2 separate regions of the Drosophila melanogaster genome follow, and region 2 is linked to region 1. A link is a contact called in public HiChIP or PLAC-seq data. All regions are on one chromosome and are shown on one strand. Each heading gives the region's core, a stretch centred on a gene start, on an enhancer-like site or on the middle of the called end of the contact. The rest is flanking DNA. Distances are from core to core; before and after follow the strand shown. Region 1 overlaps CG9328. Region 2 overlaps CG42238.

The links. HiChIP or PLAC-seq counts read pairs in DNA pulled down with a chosen protein or histone mark.
Region 2: a Psq HiChIP or PLAC-seq map of the Kc167 cell line shows a contact between it and region 1, with 3 times the contacts expected there. The contact joins two enhancer-like sites. A contact is called at or near these places in 1 of 107 Hi-C or Micro-C datasets (the OSC cell line) and 1 of 6 datasets of contacts at active chromatin or transcription factors (the Kc167 cell line).

What each region holds. Positions count from the first base shown.
Region 1 is chr2L:20,803,902-20,807,478 of dm6, reverse strand. All of the region lies in intron 1 of CG9328, which reads right to left. Among named protein-coding and RNA genes, the nearest start is that of CG9328, 8.0 kb to the right of the region's middle. Within about 2 kb of position 1,593, at least 18 of the 39 cell types and tissues checked have an H3K27ac peak or open chromatin away from gene starts, as enhancers often do. A contact at or near this core is called in the Kc167 cell line and the OSC cell line, where this site is marked.
Region 2 is chr2L:21,038,245-21,042,087 of dm6, reverse strand. All of the region lies in intron 2 of CG42238, which reads left to right. Among named protein-coding and RNA genes, the nearest start is that of snoRNA:Me28S-C2789, 5.4 kb to the right of the region's middle. Within about 2 kb of position 2,182, at least 13 of the 39 cell types and tissues checked have an H3K27ac peak or open chromatin away from gene starts, as enhancers often do. A contact at or near this core is called in the Kc167 cell line and the OSC cell line, where this site is marked.

The DNA of each region.
Region 1 (3,577 bases), core at 344-2,843:
GCCTCTTTTGAGGAAGTTTGATTACTTACAATACAATAATACTTTCTCAATCTGCCTTTCCTATTAGCTTTGTCATCAGACCTATTCGCTCAAAAGGCCCTATTTTTCAGCAATAAGCCTCATAGTCGTGGGATCGTTTAAGGCGCGTGTTAGTCATAGACATTTATATATTTACTATTTATTTGTGTTTGGCACATTCGCTTGTGTTTGTTTGGCAACAAATAGCACGCAAGGCAATTTCTATTAACCAACCGCCGGTGCCACCCCCAATTTCCTTTGAGGCCACCCAGTCAGTCACTCGTTCGCTGGTCAAAACCCCCTGTTCCTCGTTGAAACATATTTTTTCTTTAATTTTAATAGCGTGTCAGAATTTATTGGCCACGTTTAGTCGGCCGTTTGAGCCTCACGCCCATCGCTAATTATTCGGCAGGTGAGTCATGAAATTAGCTAATCTGCCACGCCCCCCTCGCGCCGCCTTCTCGTTTTATATTTCTGCTTTTGTGGTCAGTCAACCCAGCGGGAGATGCAACCACAGGAAATCGTCCAAGTGGCCACAGGCATTCGGCAATGTAAGTCAGTCAATTCCCCAGCTGCGAAATGGCTTACCGGCTTTCACCTGCCCCGCCCCCTCACCGCCCCTCACTAAACTGTCCACTCCAGTCACTCATTCAGTCATTCATTCATTCAGTCGCTCGGCAACTAATTTTCCGCGTCGACATCGTTTGTCGTCTTGTACGCGCTTTTAATAACAATTTTCAGTTTAATTTCTTGCATTTTTTCTCTTTTAATTTTTGGTTTTTTGGCTAAGCGGCTTGACAAGTGGGCATAAATAACAAAATAAAAGAAACCGGTGTCAAAGCCCAGTCGAAATGTACAAACCGAAAACAGTTGCCATTCGTTGCGCAATGGGAAAGCCTCGAAAATAAAGGCAACGGGACTTAAAACGTTTACTGGGAATTCGGGGTCAAAACTATATAAAAAAAAGCGCCCTAACACCCTGAAAAACTGACCTTTCCCTGGAACTCAGTTTGGCCCCAAGCCGCGAAAGATTCCGAGAAATCGGCGTCCCCGGGCATTAAATGCATTTCTAAATCTAAACAGCGCTTTGCTTTATAAACAGAGCAACTCAGCAGCCCCACACATGTGGCATTCCGAATTCAACATTCCGCATAAACAATAACACAAGCCATTCGACCGACCCCACACCACAGATACAATTTTTGAACAATAAACAGAAAATTTGTTTTCCCGCAAGTCGGAACGTTTATGCTTCGAGCAACTAGGAAGAGTCATAAATGGTTCGACTATAGCATACCAAGTGTGCTCAAAAACCATAAGTTGGAAAAATGGTTTAATACGCAAGTCATTCGGACATTTACTTATAATATAATATATGTCATGGAAGTCTTGTAATACATTTAATAAAATTGAAAAAACGTAATATGTATATATCCCAATTGATTAACATACCTGACACACCCCGCAAAGCGGAGTGTACAGGGTATCGTTCAAGGGGCGCTGAGCGAGTCCATTAAAAGAATTTCGTAATCGAAATCCCGCATCGAGCCAATCAAGCTAAAAACTCTGAACCCATGCCCATAGCCATGCGGGTGCAAAACGCTTATCAGACGGAATAATAATAGCTTGGACAACTACAATAAGCGAGTGAAATAAATTTAATAAACATTTTTATGATTGTTCTTTCGAAGCTTTATGGAAATTTGTTACTAGTTGGCGTAGCTGAATAATCTCAAGCTTTTCAGGGGGATATGCGATTTGGGCAAATATTTGGCCATGTATGAGCATTAAACTCAGACGTCAGTTTAGATAAGAGGTTCTTATTATCTATGGAACTCGGCAAATCATAAAAACATAACATATTTGTTCTGCATGCCTTAAATGGAAACCTCCAAAGAACTTGAATGGCTAAGAGTAAAACTTTTAGCTGTTCCATGTAAATACCGTTAGTTTTTATGCTTTCATTTACGAATTTTGCCAGTTTATTCTGTGTATTTTGTGGATTCTAAATACGGAACACAAACATGAAATTGTTAATGGAGCACAATGAAAATTTATGTGTTGAAATATTCTTTGAAAATTTACATTTTTGCCGATATTTAAATGAAGAAAGATTTTTCAAAATTTGAACTTTCGATCTGAATTTCACACACTTCTATTGATTTATAAGTATAATGGGCTAGTTACTATTAAGAAATTGATAAATTGACTTCTTTTCGTAATAATTATATATTTAATAAGCCATAAACAGTCACCCAAATATCTGAATATGACTCTTTAAATAGCCCGTGTGTCACGCCTGGTGATTTCATTCCGTATGTACATATTCCGTCTTTACAAGGCACATATGTATGACTTTAAATCCTAATGCATGTAAATGGGCACTACGACAAAATGGCCTTGAGACGCCGTAAACCGGCAACAAACGTGGCCCAAGCAACAAACATCAAATTAGCCAATCAAAGCAGAAAAACAAAACCATTTCACGCGCTCGCAGACAGTAATAATCATTTGGAAGCATACAAAAAGAGTTTAAATAATTTATATAAGCCGCCAGGCGATGAAGAAATTGCAGCACTTAACGAATAAAAATCTGCGTTTTCCAACCGGCTTAAAAAAGCTAAACACAATTAAAAGCGCTAAGCACTAAAGAGCATTCCAAGCCTTTCACTCTTTTTTCACTTTGATATCTTCCATGACCAAGCAAAATCATTTGCCTAGCCGCACTCGTAAAAAACTTCAATTGAATTTTGTATTATTTGATAACTCCATTAAGACCCCAACTGCAACAACAACAAATCAATCAGTTGCGGAAACGGAACAAACTGCGCGAAACGAAAGAGATCGAATGGAACCAATCAGACCGAAAGTAAAGCCAATTTGCATAAAAAACATGATGCTGATGCGAAGAAGGTTTATAGAGGAGAAACTATAGCTGTGCGGCACTGATTGATATCTAAACTGAAAAATTGTCTGTTGTCAATAAAATAATTCAATTGATATGGTAAAAAAATGAATCCAGATTGGGGTATCTTTTCATGCTTAACAATAAAAATGGAAAATTATCTTTTAATGACCATTAATATCTTTAATAGATGGATCCTAAAGATTAATATTACAAATATTATTATATTATACTATAAATGTATTATGAACACATACTTTTTTTGGTTACTACCCTTTCCCATCAAAGCCATTTAAAACACTTATCTCGAGAAGGCTGACGTCACCCGAAGGGACTCCAAACAAATTACGATTACTTATCGTTATTATTTCTCCGTTTTCCTCATTCTCGTTCCTATACGAAGTGTGTGTACACATTCCTCTCCTTAAAGACTCTTTTGTGGCGTACACCTAAAAGTATTTGGTTTTTTTTGCCCATTTCATGTATCGCATGCAACAAGTTACTCGCATTGAAATATCAAAAACATTCACAGGAAACCATCAAAATGCGCAGCGCGAAGTCGAGTATCGAACAAGGCTCTCTCAGTTGCTCTCTTCGGATATATGTAGTATATCTTTCTCAAGTGGGTGTGTGGGTGTGTGTTTTGGGGTGTTG
Region 2 (3,843 bases), core at 933-3,432, 230 kb before region 1:
CGATGACGTGATGATCAGCGATAGATTCCACGTCAGCGCGGCAGTACGGTACACTTGCACTCTTTTTTTTTTTATAAAAACTTATGACGTTTGGCAGAGTATGGACATACCGATGGCGTGATGATCAGCGATAGATTCCACGTCAGCGCGGCAGTACGGTACACTTGCACTTTTTTATAAAAATTATGACGTTCGGCAGAGTATGGACATACCGATGGCGTGATGATCAGCGATAGATTCCACGTCAGCGCGGCAGTACGGTACACTTGCATTTTTTTTGTATATTTATTTATTTTACATTTTTCCTCTCTCTTTTTTTTTCCCTGTGTTTGAATATATGTTTGAGTTTCATTTGGTACTTCACAACTTCAATTTTGTTTTATAAAAATTTGTTCCTAGTCACTTTCAGTCGACATCTTGCATATAGTTTGTTTCGTTTCTTACATGTTTACTTACAGGTAGGTAATTATTAATAGGTAGGACATCCTACCGGCTGCGCCAGTTAAGTCCGTGATCGAGGGTGGAGCCTTTTGTGAAGATATGATGTGTAAATGTATGAAGGTTTTTAAGTTTCAGCAGATAGTTGTAGTGTGAAGATTTCCAATAAAGAATACGACTGACTTTCTTGAAGTTCAAAATCAGTGTGTAGTTTATTGTCAGAAAGTGGCTACTCGAATCCTCCGTTTTCATCTTATACATAAGTACATAGGTTCTTAATTGTAAGCATAATGAACATGCCGACTCGGCATGTGGCTGGCTAGCTGGGGACAATGTTGCAGTGCGACTTTTGAGTAATGTCAGCATTCGGCCGGATGCGGTGTTCCAGTTGCCGTCTTCCCGGTTGAGTGTCCGATGATTTGTTTAGAGGCGTGGGGGTTTAGGGGGTGGGGTGGTAACTCACGCATACTGGAAAATCCGTTTCGTTTTGACATTTATTGTTTTTAATAGTCTCGAGAGCTAGGGAATTTTATGGCACATCCTCGAGCGATAAAAATCTTTACTGCCCTGGGGTACATGCATATGGTTTATTCGTCGTTCCTTCGTTCAATAAGAGCCGAAGGTAAATAAAGTAGGGGATAAAAAGAAAAAGGCCTTGGAATTAGCCGGGCCACCTCATAAAGTGAAAAGTGTCATAAAAATTAGTCAAGAAATCACGCTGCCCACTCCCAATTTGTATTTCTTCGGACGGCTCTTTTCGTTTCTTTCGGACTTTAAATATTTCAGTTCCTTTCGGTTATTTGGTTGTTTGTTCTGACACATTTGTATGCTAATGAGGGAGCGGGATATGGAGGTTGTTTGGCTTGGGTAGGTGCTTCCGGCGGGATTCCCTTGGTCTTTTTACCACTGACTGAAATCTATCAGGTTTTTGACGAGGGTTTCGGGCGGGAAATCGCTTTCGGAGGATAATGCATTCAGCTCAGGTCTTGCATATCGAAGTGGCCGCTGATAAAGGATTTGGGAAGTAGTTTAAGCCATTTGGACGGGGTCATAAATTGAATTATAATTCAGGCATACAACATTTTTTCTGTCTGTCTGCCTGTGAGCTTATGTATGCCTAATGTTCTTCGGATTAAGGTCTTTGGGTTGAGTTGTTTTATTTTTTCTCCGCCAGAGCGTATTTCTTGGGTCTTAAGTCCTAAGCACTGCACTTCGGTTGGATGAATCAGCTCGAGTTGAAAACAATAATAATAAACCATGAAAATATGAACTTTAAAGTGTGTTTCCAGGAATGGCTCCTAGCTTTTAACTAAGATATCTGGGGATACAAATTGTGAAATGTAAAGGGCGGCGACGTTGAGTTGAGGTCGACTTGCACAGTCAATGTCTAAAATAATAATGCTTTATATCTAGGTACCACGAATTACACGAAAATTAAACACTTTCCTATCCACTTGAGCCAACCCTTTGATTTCTTTCCGATTACCTATCCCAGATTTCCCATTCTTTGTGTATGTACATATTTCCATCGAATAGCTTTGGTTATCTATAAATAACATTTTGCTTGCCTTTCTTATCAACTTCCGCTTCTTAATGTCTCTCCAACCAAATTGCAGCCAAACTCTTAGTTTTCCTCTCCCCTCTTCTCGTCGTCTTTTGTCGCCCACCCATCTCTTTTACTGCGGCCCGTCCCTTTCTAGCAAATGGCTTCTATGGCTGTCTTATCCTTCAATGTGTGTGCGAGCTCGGGTGTGTAACAAAGATATCAATGGCAACGGAAAAAAAAAAATTAGGGAGGAGTGGGAGGACAACCTTGAACCTTGAACCCTAGAAAAAAACAGGCACGGCTCATTTCCGTAGCGGGTCAAACAAAGACAAATACACGCGGCTAAAGCGAGATAGAAAGATCTAATGCCACAAATCTAAAATCCACAAATGCCACAAAAAGTCAATAAATGTGCGCCTTTGCTTAGTATTATCAACAGCTCGTTAGGAGCCTCAGAAAATTGACCAAAAATGGGTATATACCATAGTTATATATATATTGTAGATGAAGGAAAAGACAGTGGCAGGGAAAGACAATCAGATGAGAGGAAAAACTAAGACAAACAAAAGACGCACGAAACTGAAAGAGAATTAAGTGAGGCCTGGCAAAAAGTAAATGAGGAAAAAAGAAAGTTCCGCAATTCCTCTTGTTCTTGGGCACTTTTTTTGTTCCCAGCAATTATCCGCTGGTCAAACAAAAGTCATTAAATTGCGGAAATCGGGTCACCAAACCGACAACAAACCCAACTAAACGAGGGGCAAAAAAGAAAAAATAAGCAGACAAACGGAGGCGAAAAACCCCGAAAAACATTCGAAAAAAACATACGACTAAATTGTGAATTTATTTACATTTAATTGCATCTAAGTTACAAAACAAAAGCGCTTTGTCAGCCTTGTCTCTGAAATTATATTTTAATGTGTGGCCCCGCTTAATTGTGATGATGATGATGTCCCTCTATTTCTACTTTTTAACTTTTCTTGGTTGCCTCAGTGTCGAGATAATAATGATGATATGACTCATTAACCTCGACGCATGACCCGGGCAAATTAGAACTACTAGAAGATTCATTCCAGCCTCGAAGACACCATTTGTTTACACTTCACAGCAAGGAATACCTCAATTTTAAATTATATTTTCATTCCATGCAGACCGATTAAGAAACCCACTGTTTTTATGTTTTAATTTGTTGGTAAAAGTGAAAAAGTGAAGAAAAAAGGTTTACCACATTATTTTGTTTCGGCACATTTTTTTTTTCTGCCCAAAACTCGCTTCCCTGTAGCTCAGTGTAACAAATATTGAAGAGCATATGAGCGATATAGATACATATTTAAGCTGTCTGTGGCAACCCGGCCTGTTTGAGCTGTAAGTGTCTTTTGAGGCCGTGTTTTATTGCTGCTAAGTTCGCTTGTTGACTCTGGCTGAGTCATCATCTCGCGGTTCGTCGGTTTGATGTTAGAAGTTGCCCGTTCTCGAGCCCCCAAAAACCCCTACTCTCTTTCGAAAAACAGCACTTAGCTGACATATTTTCCTTTGTAAAACTTAATGGTCTAGATAAAGTTCGGTCGGCTGGCTGCGGTTTTGTCGCTTAAAGTTTTCCAAAGCGAGCATCGCATGCTTAGCATTTAAATGAACTGAAAAACTAAGTTTTGCATTGAAGACTTGGCGATGATTCAATTGGCCGTGCATTCGCTGGGCTTTTGCAATCTTTTGGTTTGCAATTTGAACTTCACTTCAAAGACCACACCTTGGAACCGTTTTTCATTTTGATTTTCATTTTCCTTTTATATTTCCATTTCGATTCGTTGGGTTTGTTTTGAGCTCGGGGTTCGGATTTGGGTTCTCGGGTTCGTCATGATTGC